Regions from separate parts of the Sus scrofa genome. Here all the other regions are linked to region 1. A link is a contact called in public Hi-C data. All regions are on one chromosome and are shown on one strand. Each heading gives the region's core, a stretch centred on a gene start, on an enhancer-like site or on the middle of the called end of the contact. The rest is flanking DNA. Distances are from core to core; before and after follow the strand shown. Region 1 overlaps RAD51B (DNA repair protein RAD51 homolog 2). Region 2 overlaps RAD51B (DNA repair protein RAD51 homolog 2). Region 3 has its middle 150 kb from the start of ZFP36L1.

The links. Hi-C and Micro-C count contacts between places; a contact is called where the count stands out from the background.
Region 2: a Hi-C map of liver shows a contact between it and region 1, with 5 times the contacts expected there. The contact joins two enhancer-like sites. A contact is called at or near these places in 3 of 47 Hi-C or Micro-C datasets (embryonic fibroblasts, epiblast stem cells and liver).
Region 3: a contact with region 1 is called in a Hi-C map of skeletal muscle, with 3 times the contacts expected there. The contact joins two enhancer-like sites. A contact is called at or near these places in 1 of 47 Hi-C or Micro-C datasets (skeletal muscle) and 1 of 2 datasets of contacts at active chromatin or transcription factors (skeletal muscle).

What each region holds. Positions count from the first base shown.
Region 1 is chr7:92,015,053-92,019,468 of Sscrofa11.1, reverse strand. All of the region lies in intron 9 of RAD51B (DNA repair protein RAD51 homolog 2), which reads right to left. Among named protein-coding and RNA genes, the nearest start is that of RAD51B, 420 kb to the right of the region's middle. Within about 2 kb of position 2,673, at least 20 of the 83 cell types and tissues checked have an H3K27ac peak or open chromatin away from gene starts, as enhancers often do. A contact at or near this core is called in liver and skeletal muscle, where this site is marked.
Region 2 is chr7:91,673,907-91,678,322 of Sscrofa11.1, reverse strand. The region is part of intron 8 of RAD51B (DNA repair protein RAD51 homolog 2); the gene reads right to left. Among named protein-coding and RNA genes, the nearest start is that of RAD51B, 84 kb to the right of the region's middle. Within about 2 kb of position 2,167, at least 20 of the 83 cell types and tissues checked have an H3K27ac peak or open chromatin away from gene starts, as enhancers often do. A contact at or near this core is called in liver, where this site is marked.
Region 3 is chr7:92,340,969-92,345,384 of Sscrofa11.1, reverse strand. No RefSeq gene overlaps it. Among named protein-coding and RNA genes, the nearest start is that of ZFP36L1, 150 kb to the left of the region's middle. Within about 2 kb of position 2,179, at least 3 of the 83 cell types and tissues checked have an H3K27ac peak or open chromatin away from gene starts, as enhancers often do. A contact at or near this core is called in skeletal muscle, where this site is marked.

The DNA of each region.
Region 1 (4,416 bases), core at 1,424-3,923:
AGCTGTTGGAAGTGGCATATACTCGGCAAAGTGCCATAGATTCTAGAAAACTAGGGAGAGTGGAGCACGGGAAGGCGTGTGTCTCCTCGTGAACAGACGCACGTGAACTTGTGTGTGTTGATATATGTCTGTGGCTTTGGAAGCAAAAACTGAAAGGTCACCAGGACATGAACACTTATTTAAGAAGCAGCAGCGTCCAAATCTAGGATTGCACGGGAGAGGCCCTGACTTCCATTCCAGCGCCCTCCGCCTCTCCCTCACTCTGTGGCCCTTGGGCAGCTCCCTTCTCCCCCTCCAGGCTTCACTTGCTTGAGGTGGGTTAAATGATTCATCACCTGAAGACATTCTTAAAATACTATGGAAATGCTGATGTTGACAATGCTGACCATTGTTGATATTAATCTTGTGGTCACATGGTGATACTTCACACTTTCAAAAAACTGACTATAACCAACCTGCACCACGCCCGTGCGAGGTGGATTTTTAAAGCCGTTCCACCCAGCGCGCATCTGTACATGGCCCTACCCAAGCCAGTGAACATTTAGTTTGGGGTTGGGCTGCGGACGGCCTTGGAGCCAAAGTGTGGACAGAGTTCTGTTAACTTGACCAATCCGCCCCAAAGATTGTGGTTAATGGATCACAAATTTGGGTAATGCTGGACAATAAATTACAACTATAATAATAAAGCGGAAAGTACACACAACTTAAGCAGAAACACCAGTGTTTTTTTATCGGAAATGAAAAAAACCATTGATCATAGCAACTGTCTGAGATTAGCAGGGAGCCACATTTTCAAACATCCTGCACTAAATCCAGAGCAGATCCAGCTGGAAAGCAAGAGTGGAAATAAAACTTGAACATTCATACCAAGCTTTGAAGTCTGTCTCTTTCACAACCACGAGTCCCTGATTCGTCCCAACCATTCTGAGCTGGTTTTGCTTGTTGAATTTATTTGAGAAGAGACACAAGCCATGCACTTGCACATCATCTTTCAAACGGACTCCAGCTTTCTGCAGGGATGGTTTGCGGGGAATATGAATCTCAGGATGCTTTCTCTTGCACATGAAATCAGCCGTCAGTTCAACCAGCATAGAAAGACTTGTAGTCCTAAAACTAGAAACCCCTCTTCGCTCTAGTAAAAACTACTTTTTCCCTCTTGTTCTTTCCTTGACCCATCCAAGCACATTTAATTTTTAGTGTTTAAGGCTATTATCTCCCGAAACCTATTATTACTAGACAAAAGGATATTCATATGCCACCCGAGGCTCCTAAAGGGGATGGCGTCATCTCATTGAAGTTGCTGCTGTCCCAGTAAATCGACAGAGGAAAGAAAGCCAATCGTCTAAGATGAATGGAGCTTCGATCTTGCACGGGGCCCACTGGACTGCCATGTGTCAATCTCCCCTACCGACTGTGCCTGGGTGGAAAGGGGCTCAGCCAGTCCTCCGGGCAATTCCTAGGTGACTTCAGAATAGGCCATGGTGTCTTAGGCCAGCTGGACTGTTAGAGCCTTTTTCTACTGATCCCCAGGGGCAAAGGGTTGTTCTCTATGCCTGAGGTCCAAACATGTTTAGTATCTTCATGGCCACCAGGAAGAACGGTCAAGGGCATCTGAGACACATGTCCTTGGCCACAGAACCGTCATAATAACTTCGTGAGTAACCAGTCACCAAACTCCATGATAACCTGTACACCTGAGTTTCTGCCAACAGCACAAATCACTGAGGAAGGGAATTTCCGTCGTGGTGCAGCGGAAACGGCCAACCAGGAAACATGAGGTTGAGGGTTTGATCCCTGGCCTCACTCAGTGGGTTAAGGATCCAGTGTTAACATGAGCTGTGGTGTAGCTCACACACACGGCGCGGATCTGGCATTGCTGCGGCTGTGGTGTAGGCCGGCAGCTGTGGCTCCGATTAGACCCCTAGGCTGGGAACCTCCATATGCCGCAAAAAGGACAAAAAGACACACACACAAAAACAAACAAAGAAACACATACAAAAAAATCAAATTGCTGAGGAAGAAAATACTTTGATTCACACTGATCAAGAACAATGTCGATCATAAAGTCAAAAATTCCAATTTCTGTCCTTGGGTTCACACTATAACTTTGGTCACTTTGCCCAAGTCTCCACCAGTCCATTCCCCCACCTGAAGGAAACGTGTTGAAAGAGGCTGAAAATGGACGAGCATGCTTCAAGGATGACGGGTTATTTCAACTAAATAGGAAAAATTCAATTTGCCCCTCCTTCCATCTCAAGGCACAAAACTGTGGGGCAGGAGCAATGCTGGGAGCATCCTGTGGGGTCCGCGGCACCCTTCTTTGGTTGTCCCACCTGGACCCTAGCAGTGAACATGGGTCTTCATAACCCAAGCAACAACCCAGCCCCAAATTAAGTAAGGGAAAAAAATACACCCCCCCAACACAAAAACAAAGGACTCTCAACTCTACAAACCCTGGGAGGGCAACAGCTGGTCAGCCGAGATTAAAGGAGCGTGAGAGAACACCTCTCCATCCCCGACTTCTCCTCCCCCGTAGAGGTCCCCGCAGCTGGCCAGGGCTCGCTTTTACAGCCCTGCGCCGATGACCTTGTTCCAGCCAAGATAGGAGCTCCTTTGATCTCAGCAGGGGGAGGCCCTGGGCCCGCAGCTGGCAGATATTAATAGTACAGGATCCGCTGGTGTGGAAGAGATCTCTCAGTTGGGCCAGGCCACTTGTATTCCCTGCTCTGCGTCAGAGCAGACGGGACTTCATTTCCCCGAATCAGCCCCTGCTGGGTCCTTCTCCCGGGTCAACTCAGATCATTTTCTTGCTGGCTTCTCTCGGGCCGCTTGTTCTCACCCCAACTGTTTTCAAGGGAGCGCTGTTTGAGCCCTGCCCCCTGCTCTGCAGCTGAAATCTATTACGGGACAGGGCGAACCTTGGGCTCACCCCCTCACAGTGTGCTTCTCACTCTCACCAGCTTGCACACACTTGTTCTTGGGTACACGTTTGTGTGAGAGAGAAACACGAGATGGCTGCAACCTACGCCGCGGCCGCAGCCACACTGGATCCTTTAACCTACTGCACCTGGCTGGGGATGGAGCCCGAGCCTCCATAGTGACCTGAGATTTATAGGCAGGTTCTTAACCCACTGTGCCACAGTGGGAACTCCATGATGATCTTCTCTATTAGGTTTAATCTAAGATGAAAAGATCACTCTTCCCACCCTGTAAATCAGAATTTGAAAACCCCATCAACCTTCAGACCCATATCACAACCTTACAACGTGAGAGCTAGAAAAGATTTCAGCCATGTTACATTCATCCAGTCTGTCATTTCACAGAAAAAAGCCGAGGCCTAAAGTCACCAAAAGGCCTGCCCACGATCACAGACCTAATAGCACAACGGCAAAGTCAATACAACTTAAAAGATACTTTAAAAAGCCAAGAGAACAAATTATGCACATTAATCACAGTAACTCTAAGAACCACTGCAATATATCTGAATTAGGTATAAGTGTCCTAAGAAATGCGTGCATTTTCATTTGCTGGTAAGGAACTTCATCATAGACTTCAAGAAAAAAAAAATTCCATAGCCTCTTTACCTGCTTAGCTATACAAGGAAAAGATCTGGAAAAGTCAATTATTTGCATTCTCCCTTGGATTTTATAATAAGGAAAAACTGTGTAAGAACAAGCTGGTAACTTTCCCTTGGCCATGAACACGACTTTATCATTTTCTTGAAGCGGCCAGAGCAATTTCCTTTGTATCTTTGTTTTGCTCCTATTCTTTGTTTGAGATAAACCAGGAAGCTAGGACAAAGCAAAGTCCTCTTACTTGCTAGGTTTCAAATAAGGAAACGAGAAATTCTCTTCTGGTCTCCTCCTCAGAACTGAACACATGTATGTGCATGTGATAATTACAGTAATTTTTAATCACATTCAGAGGTGCTTTCAGTGATACTTATGGCTAATGGTTCTTACACGGCATTTACTATGGTATTAGTTCAGCATTCATTCACTGCCTGCTTTGTCCCTAGACCTTTGCTGGTCACTCAGGTACAACACGGATGTCAAAAGAATACAAGACAAACTGTGTCCTTCAAAACAAAACAAAACAAAACAAAACTAAAACATTAACATTCTAGTGAGGAAGCCATGAAAATTTAGAATTTTTTACGGTCTTTCCTTTATATTGCTGATCGGGTAGGAGGGCCACAGAAGACGGAGGGAGAGGGAGATGCAGACTAGAACAGGCAAGAAGCTTTTGTGGAAGAGGAGGTCTTTTTTTTTTTTTTCCTCTTTTTGTCTTTTCTAGGGCCGCTCCCACGGCATATGGAGGTTCCCAGGCTAGGGGTGTAATCGGAGCTGTAGCTACCGGCCTACGCCAGAGCCACAGCAACTCAGGATCTGAGCCACATCTTCGACCTACACCACA
Region 2 (4,416 bases), core at 918-3,417, 340 kb after region 1:
TTGTTTCACATAGATATACCACCATGCCAGAAAAAAAAAAAATTCTTGAGGTAAGGGGCTGTGACCCTTTGTTCCTCTGAAGTAAACGAATGAATGGATGGCTGGAGGAATGGATATAGATGGCCAGTCCATAGCTCCTGTGACAGTGAATATCTTATTTATTAACCCGCAGGGTCTTTTTCATTATACAGATGGAAGTTTTAGTGAGACAATATCAATGCATTAAATGAATCTCCAGTTAACTATAAAACCTTCTGATCCCTCCCTAAGAGTACGCTTGGGGGCCATAGAACAATTTTAAAAAGAGAAGGTCACTTATAAATATGGTGTGTCTAAAATGTCATGAAACAAGTGCTTTAACAAGCCTCTATAACTTCCATACCTAAATGAGTGACATTTGTGAAATAGATCAATCAAGAATTTATTATGAAGTCAATCCTGCCATTTGCAACAACATGGATGAACCTGGAGGACATGATGATAAGCGAGATAAGCCAGACAGAGAAAGACAAATATTGTATGAGCTCACTCATATGTGGAATCTAAAAAACTCACAGAAGTAGCGAGTAGAATGGTGGTTAACCATGACTAAGGTAAGGAAAATGGGGGGATGCTCATCAAAAGTTAAGAAAGTAAATCTTTTTTTTTTTTTTTTTTTTTGTCTTTTTGCCATTTCTTGGGCCACTCCCGTGGCATATGGAGGTTCCCAGGCTAGAGGTCAAATCGGAGCTGTAGCCACCAGCCTACGCCAAAGCCACAGCAACGTGGGATCCGAGCCGCGTCTGCAACCTACACCACAGCTCACGGCAACGCCGGATCGTTAACCCACTGAGCAAGGCCAGGGATCGAACCCGCAACCTCATGGTTCCTAGTTGGATTCGTTATCCACTGTGCCACGACGGGAACTCCAGAAAGTAAATCTTAAGTAAGTTCAACACACACAGAAATATAGTAACTATCCGAGATGATGAGTATGTTAATTGACTTGATTGTGGTAATCATTTCACAATGTATACATACATCAACTCATCACACTGTCCACCTTAAACATATGCAATTTTGTCAATTATACCTCAATAAAGCCGAGGGGAAAAAAACAAGCAGATCACCTAAAGATGGGGGAGAAAACTTATTCTGGCTACTATTACACAAATATTATTGCAATTGCTTTTGGGGGGGGGGATTTTTATGGCTGCACCTGCGGCATATGGAAGTTCCCAGGCTAGGTGGGGGTTGAATCGAAGCTGTAGCTGCTGGCTTACACCACAGCCACAGCAACACCAAATCCTAGCTGAGACTGTGACCTACACCGCGCCTCATGGCAATGCCAGATCTTTAACCTCTGAGCAAGGCCAGGGATCGAACCCACATCCTCATGGATAAGAGTCAGGTTTGTTACCATTGTGGTTTACGATGGAAACTCCCTATTTTTGCATTTTCTCATTGATAATTTTCCCCAGAAAATTTTGAAGCAACAAAAGAAAATTAGTTTCGCCTCTTTAACTTATATTTAAAATTTATCGAGTTTGATCATTCATCTTACTCCCATACTTTGTTCTAAGTGACCAGTGGCTACACAAAAAAATCTAAAATAACCTAAAAAATAAAGACATGCCACCCTAGAAAACAGTCGGAAGGAGGAGCTATCCCCGCCCCCCCAAAAAAGTGCATAAAATGACTATATAATCTTCCATGACCATTTGAGGGAAACAGCATTTATTTGGCTATACCACTGCTGGCATTAGCAAAGAAACTTTGACATCACTTGGAAATTACTACTATCCCCACAGTAGTTTTCCTCTTCTATATATCAAAATGTTCTTTGTCCTAAATCTTCCTTTCACAAGAAGAATCAAAGCCAAGTCCTTTATAGGGGATGCCACAGTCTTCCTCTTGGAAGACCTGGCAGTCTTTGTAACTTCAATGTACTGGTGTTATTCCTGCTACTTCACATAAACCTTCACTTCAAGTTTGGTGTGTCTGCTACCACATTGCCCAATTCTTCCACTCTTCCAAATACTATGAAGAAGCTTCCCAGAAATCCCTGTTTGGATCAGCAAAAACAATTTGGTGTCATCAGCAGATTTCACCATTTCCGTTTGGAGTCATTAAAACATTAAACAAGCATGATCTTGGTATCAATCCTTGGAGTCCTACTATTAACCTCTCTCCAGCTTGAAGCCAAGCCATTCTCTGCTATGTTGTGATTCCCATCAGAGGATCGAGATGTGTTTATTTGCTAAAAGTTTAAACTTTGATGGATATTTTTTAACTGAAAGTTGCAAAATGCGTTACGAAAGTAAAGGGGAAAAGTTCCCAAAGGAAAGGCCAAAGAAACCAGCAAAGAGAAACAGCTTCTACTTGAGCAGTCTTATCCAAGCACTCAAACCACTTCATATTCAACTGATTCTAAAACCTCAACTGAATTTCGACTTTTGCCCTCCAACTATTTACTTCTTTTATAATCATAGGAGAAGCCTTATTAAGCACATTTGAAAATTCTCTATCAGATATAACTAGCAGGTCTAACTACTTTATTAGCTCTTTCCCCTTTTTATTACAATTGAAGGGGAAAAAGCAAACAGTCCTTACTCGGAAAGTGAAAAAGCAAACAGCTTCCTCCTCAATTGGGTCTGTGCTCTAAGAGAAATCATTCTTTCTTTTATTCAAGTGCAAATCTGTTTGAAGCTTTCATTCTGCTTTCCCAGCCTGCTCTCTGCAGCTGCATAAAAGATGAGACATGGGAATGAAAGAAAACTAGGTTGGAGCCAAAAAGCAATACTGTCCATATGCAAACTCACTCATCGAGCAGCAAGGCTTCTGTACATCCCATCTCACTTTTTCCATTCCAGCAGAATCCTAGCCAAAAGGAGGTACTGTACTATACCTGTCCAATCCTATTTGAAACAACATCTCAAAGGTAATCAGGGGATAGACAGGGTTACTAGACGCCCGCCCTTCCTCAGTCCTGATACAGCCCCTGAAGTGTTCTTAGGATCAACCTTTAGCTCTAAACTGAATGGATTGGGGCAGGATCAAGGGAATGAAGGGAAAGACCTTCACAGGTCATCATCATCTTATCATCTTAAGATGCTTATGGTGCAAGAGAGTGGCAGAGGCACAGCACAGTAAGCAGAATTTACTTCACCTATCTTAGCTCATGCAAAATCAAGGCCAAAATCTCCTCCTCCCCCCAAAAAGCTAAATCTGCTATACACTTTAAGAAAGTCTGGCAGCCCCTTAGCCTCCTTGCAAGGGTGTCAGGTAACCTTAATCCCAGCAATCTACTCAGGCCAGCAGTAAAACACACAACTGAAAAAATTCACATCAAAATCAAACTCTGCTGGGATCAGAAGGGTATTCTCATGGTTTTTCACTCAGATGTCATTATAACTCCACGTTATTTTTAATACTGTTCTTTGGATTTTGCCCCACACAGAATTCCCAAGTCACAAGAGGATCATGAACAATGTCCAGATGTATAAAATGCAAAAGTACTTCCCTCCTACTTGTGGATTCCAAGATAAACACCATAAGAAGCACGTGTGACTAAACTCAGAGCCCATTCCAAATTAAATACTGCATCATGTGCACAGTGTAGGACTTAAAAAACAAAACTGCATAAATATTCTACACGGTTCATAAGCCAGACTTGGGCAAGCACATGACCACATTGCAAAAAGGAAACATGAATTGGGGAGTAGGGGTAAAGGGTGAGAAAAGTCTCAGTCACAGCCTTTCCCAGAAAATCGGTGCTATTTTCAGTTAACACTTGTATAATATGGGACATAGATGAAAGAAGAATATTTTTCTTTGTTTCTTTTTTCCTACTGATGGCTTTCAATTCTAAAACCACCCAGCAAATAGGAAAACCCTTCCAGTATTTCAAAATCCCTAGCACAAACATCCCATGCACAAACATCATTAAATACACACACACACACACACACACACACACACACACACGCACAAGTAATGAATACTTAAATGTCTGGCTGGCCAGTGCAGACAGAATCCTTTTGACCTATAAACTGGGTTCTAGACAGAGTACATGGAACCTTGGGGAACACAGAAACAGGGCATTCAGGTCGTGTGAAAAGATTTCTCCATTATTTTTATTATATTTCAAAAAATTAGAGTAAATAAAATTTTAAAATTGATGGATGAATAGATACTAAACAGACAGAGAAATAATTTGGCTGAGTATCAGTTTTTCTCCCACAATTTATCCTAAGTATATGCTTCTAATAAATTAAGACTGGGAAATGTTTACTCAAATATCTTGATTTTTTTAAACTATGTAACATTTAATAGATACAAATGAATATGCATACTATGTAGGTTATGAAGCATAATGCTAAAACATATATCTATGAACCCATCACTCAATTTATAAATTAGAATATTCCCAAACCC
Region 3 (4,416 bases), core at 930-3,429, 330 kb before region 1:
GCGATATGTGTGGCCCTATCACGGTGCTTTTGGGAGAGGTTCCTGGGTTTTCTTTTTATCAGGGAGCGTATCACTTTACCTGTAGTGACCTCATGGCCTAACTTCTTTTAGCCTGTTCTGGGTTAAGAAACCAGACATGCAAACTCGTTAAAATTCTGTGTAAACAAAAAGTAAATAGAATAGGAGTGAGGAATTCAGCCTTTTCTATTCCTACGGGATTCAGTCTTTCTGAGAGGGTAAGAGTTCATCTAGTCCTCTGGGGACAGTTGCTTTGAATTATATGCTGCTTTAAATAAACCAATATGCGCCTATGCAGATAATTCTGGCCACTTAGATGTCACTTGGCTCATCTCCAGATTCTGGTCTGATTTTAGATAGTGAGGTGTCTGGGTAGTTGTGTTTTGGGTAGATGAAGCCTTACTCTCCTTTGAACCCTATGTTCTCAAGGCCCTTGCATTTGAGGTTGGGTTTTTTGCCTGCATCTACATGAGGCTGGTAGTGTGATTAAAGCCAGCACAGAAGAAAAGGCCATGAACCCACTTGTTCATGAATGTCTTATTTTCTATGTGCTGGAAGAGGATGGGGGTTTCTGGGCAGGATGCTGAGCAGAAGAGCCACATGTAACAAAGAATGGGAGGATAGTGACTCAGAGGAATTGAGTTGGGTATTGGTTCTGGGTAGAAACTGGATATTCAGAATAGATGCAAACAGGCCAAGCCAACCAGGGAAGTCCTTAAAGTCCTTGGATGGTTTCTGGTATCTTCTGGTTACCGCTTAATCCGAAGATACCGGAAAGTCTTCAAATAGCTAATCTCCCATCAGCCAAGCTTGATGGTGAAATTAGGCTCCACCAGGGGTAGTGACCTTCTATTCTTCCAGGCCAACAGGCCAAAGGAGACTCTCAGAGGCCCTGTGGGTCAGGCTACCACCTCCAGGGAGCCCTGTGTCAAAGCACCTTGAGGCAGGAGGAGTCCCAGATAATTTCAAAGACTGTCCTGAGTGGTGCGATTACATTTTTCTTCCGTAGAAGAGCTCAGGATCAGACTTATTTTATTTTCATTTCAGTGTCAGATTAAAAGACAGTTGGTGGGAGTTCCTGCTGTGGCTCGGGGAGTTATGACCCCAACTAGGATCCATGAGGATGAAGGTTCAATCTCTAGCCTTGTTCCATGGGTTAAGGATCTGGTGTAGTCATGAGCTACGGTATAGGTCTCAGACGTGGCTTGGATCCCACTTTGCTGTGTCTGTGATGTAGGCTGGCAACTGCAGCTCTGATTTGATCCCAAAGCTGGGAACTTCCATATACTATAGGTGTAGCCCTAAAAAGCGGAAAAAAAAAAAAAAAAAAGACAATTGGTCCCTTTGCTGAAGAGCTGAAGATGCTTCTCACAGCCAGTTTGCCCACATGCCTATCTGAGGAAATCTGCCCTAAACAGCCATGTTCTACACACATGACTCATCTCCCCTCCTCACATGATTGGAACAGGGTTGGGGGTCCACTTATGGGGGACCCACCAATGATGACCAACGACTGGGGTGGCCTGGCTCAAAAAGATGGGCTGGGATAAATAAATCCTTTCAGGGGCATCTAAACTGGGAAGAGGAAAAATTGGGCCAATGGACAATGGTCACGGGTGTTGAAAGTGTAGCTATGGAGTGGGGGCCAAGATGTCTGGCTGGAAGCTGACCTTCCTGCCGTGAAGTGGAAAGTGGGAGTAAGAAGAGGAGAGCAGAGGTTTGGGGAATATGCAGAACATGAAGTTGCTAAGAGAGCATTGGCCGAGCTCCCCACAGCCTTCTGTCCCCGGGAGTCCTGGTTACACTTGTGTTTCTGGCTGTGGATTTCTGGGATCTAGTTAGAATAGGTCTCTTCTTTGCACCCAAAAGTACTTCATCTGAGACTGTCACAATCTCTTTCAAACATTTGCTCAAATGCCAGGAGCTTGAGGCTCGATCCATCTTAAATGCCCTTCTCTAACCTGAGGAATTCCATGTCTGTGAGTTTTCCTCAGAGGATCCATTTTCCAAGGCTTTAGTCCTTATGTTGTTTTTCTCTGATTCCTTCTAAAGATTTCCAAATTCTTCAGGTCCCATTGCTTTGACTGGTGCCAGGGTTGCCCCTGGGGATGGCCAGGACCGGCCTGAGTGCACCCTGCGCTCCTGGTCATCCACCTAGGACTGACTCTGCTTGATTTCCTAACGTCAGAGCTGCCTGGCTGAGTGATGTGCAGATCTGATTACCCACCATCCCCAAGCTGCCAGCAACATCACTGTCACAAAATGTCAGTGCGAGAAGCGGCTTGGCAGCTCTCTAGCCTAACCCTGCCATGTTAGTAATGAGGAAACTGAGTCCCAAAGAGGCTGCGTAACTTGCATAAGGTCAGGCAGAATTGCATAACCTGCTTTTCTCTGTGTGTGTGAGTGTGTGTGTGCCTTTGCCAAAAGTGAGTTTAATCCCACCAGTTTAAAAAATTCTTCATGCTCAAGCTCCAGAGGGCATTATTTGTTATCCTTGGTGACAGATAGAAATGAGGGTGCAGAATTTTCACAAGACTCTGTGAGTGCCCATGGTAGAAGGAACCCCCAAATATCCCACTAATACTCTTCTTTTATAGGAATGGTCTCCGAAATAGGGTATGTGCAAGCTGATTTTTTGGAGTAAGGGGAAGAGACCAGAATGTTTATTTTTGAAAATTTTAATTTATTGTATTTTACAATGTATATTGTATATATACTATGCAAAGTACAGTGCAAAACACCACAAATATATGTATTTATATATATATGTGTGTGTGTGTATATTTGTATATATTTGGGGGGTCCCCAATATTTTTTATTAATAGGCATGTGCAATCAAGACTTTAACACAGAGTTCAAGTTCAGAGTTGCTGTTCACAAAAGTACCTTATGATATAATGTGGTGGGGATCGTATGTATTCACCTTAGTTCTGCCTTATGTAATTCTAAAGGCTAACAAACGGTACTTGCACTTCAAATGGAAAACTATAAAAATAAAAATGGCACAAGAACCTTAATCAGTTCTACAAAGTACATTAAATAAAATTAATCAATCATTCTTGCTTTTTCTTTTTTTAAAAAAATCTCTTAGTGTGAACATGCTTCTTTTTTCAATTTTTTTTTTTCCTCTTAGTGCCACACCTGTGGCACATGGACGTTCCCAGGCTAGAGGTCAAATCAGAGCTGCAGCTGCTGGCCTACGCCGCAACCACAGAAACCCGGGACCTGAGCTGCATCTGCAAACTACGCCGAAGCTTGTGGCAACGCAGCATCAAATCCACATCCTCACGGATACTAGTCAGGTTCTTAACCTGCTGAGCCACAGCAGGAACTCTGCAAATGCTTCTTATCTTAAATCAAAAGCCAAAGCTATTCTTTTTTTATTATTATGTATTCAGCGCCTTATTTTTTCAATTTAATTTAATTTTTATTTTACATTAGTGTATATTTGATTTGTGTTACTTTCAGGTGTACAGCAAAGTGATTCAGTTATACATATATCCCAAGGCTATTATTCTTAATGGCAAAACATTAGCAGTAGTCTCATTTAAAGTGGAAATAAAATAAGGATGTCAGCTATTACTCTTACTATATAGGTTTAATACATCACAATCATTTTGAAGTTTTTTCCAATGCAATAAGACAGGATAACAGCAATAAGAGGTAAAAGTCTTGGAAAGGAGATGAAGAAAATTAAGATTCAGTAAAACTAAGGAATGTAAAACACATAAATAAAAACCAACCAGTGAAGCAAATTATGTCAATTTCCTCCAGTGATTTGAGAATAAGTTAAAGTTCCTTTGTCTTTAGAATTTTAATGCTGGAAGAAATTTTTTTTTTTTTTTTTTTTTTTTTTTTGCCATTTCTTGGGCCACTTCCGAGGCATGTGGAGGTTCCTAGGCTAGGGGTCGAGTCGGAGCTATAGACACTGGCCTATGCCAGAGCCACAGCAACGCGGGATCCGAGCCGCGTCTGCGACCTACACCACAGCTCATGGCAACGCCAGATCCTTAACCCACTGAGCAAGGCCAGGGATCAAACCCACAACCTCATGGTTCCTAGTCAGATTCGTTAACCACTGAGCCATGACAGGAACTCCCTGGAAGAAATCTTAAGTATGTCCCTGACCTGCAGAAGGTGCTCAGCAAATATTTGACTACATGAATGATTAAATGACATGAGGTCCCTTTTTTTAAAAAGTGGGTCTTTCTTTAAGAATAAGACTAAGAGGTACCACAAATCATTGAGAAGGGGAGGATTTTATTCAGCAAATAAAGCCGAAACAAATTAGAAATTTGAGAGAAAAATTAAGTTAGAAACCCACTGCATATAATTTCCAAATAAACTCCAAATGGTTTAAAGAGTTAAATGTAAAAAACCAAAACCAAACAACCTCCC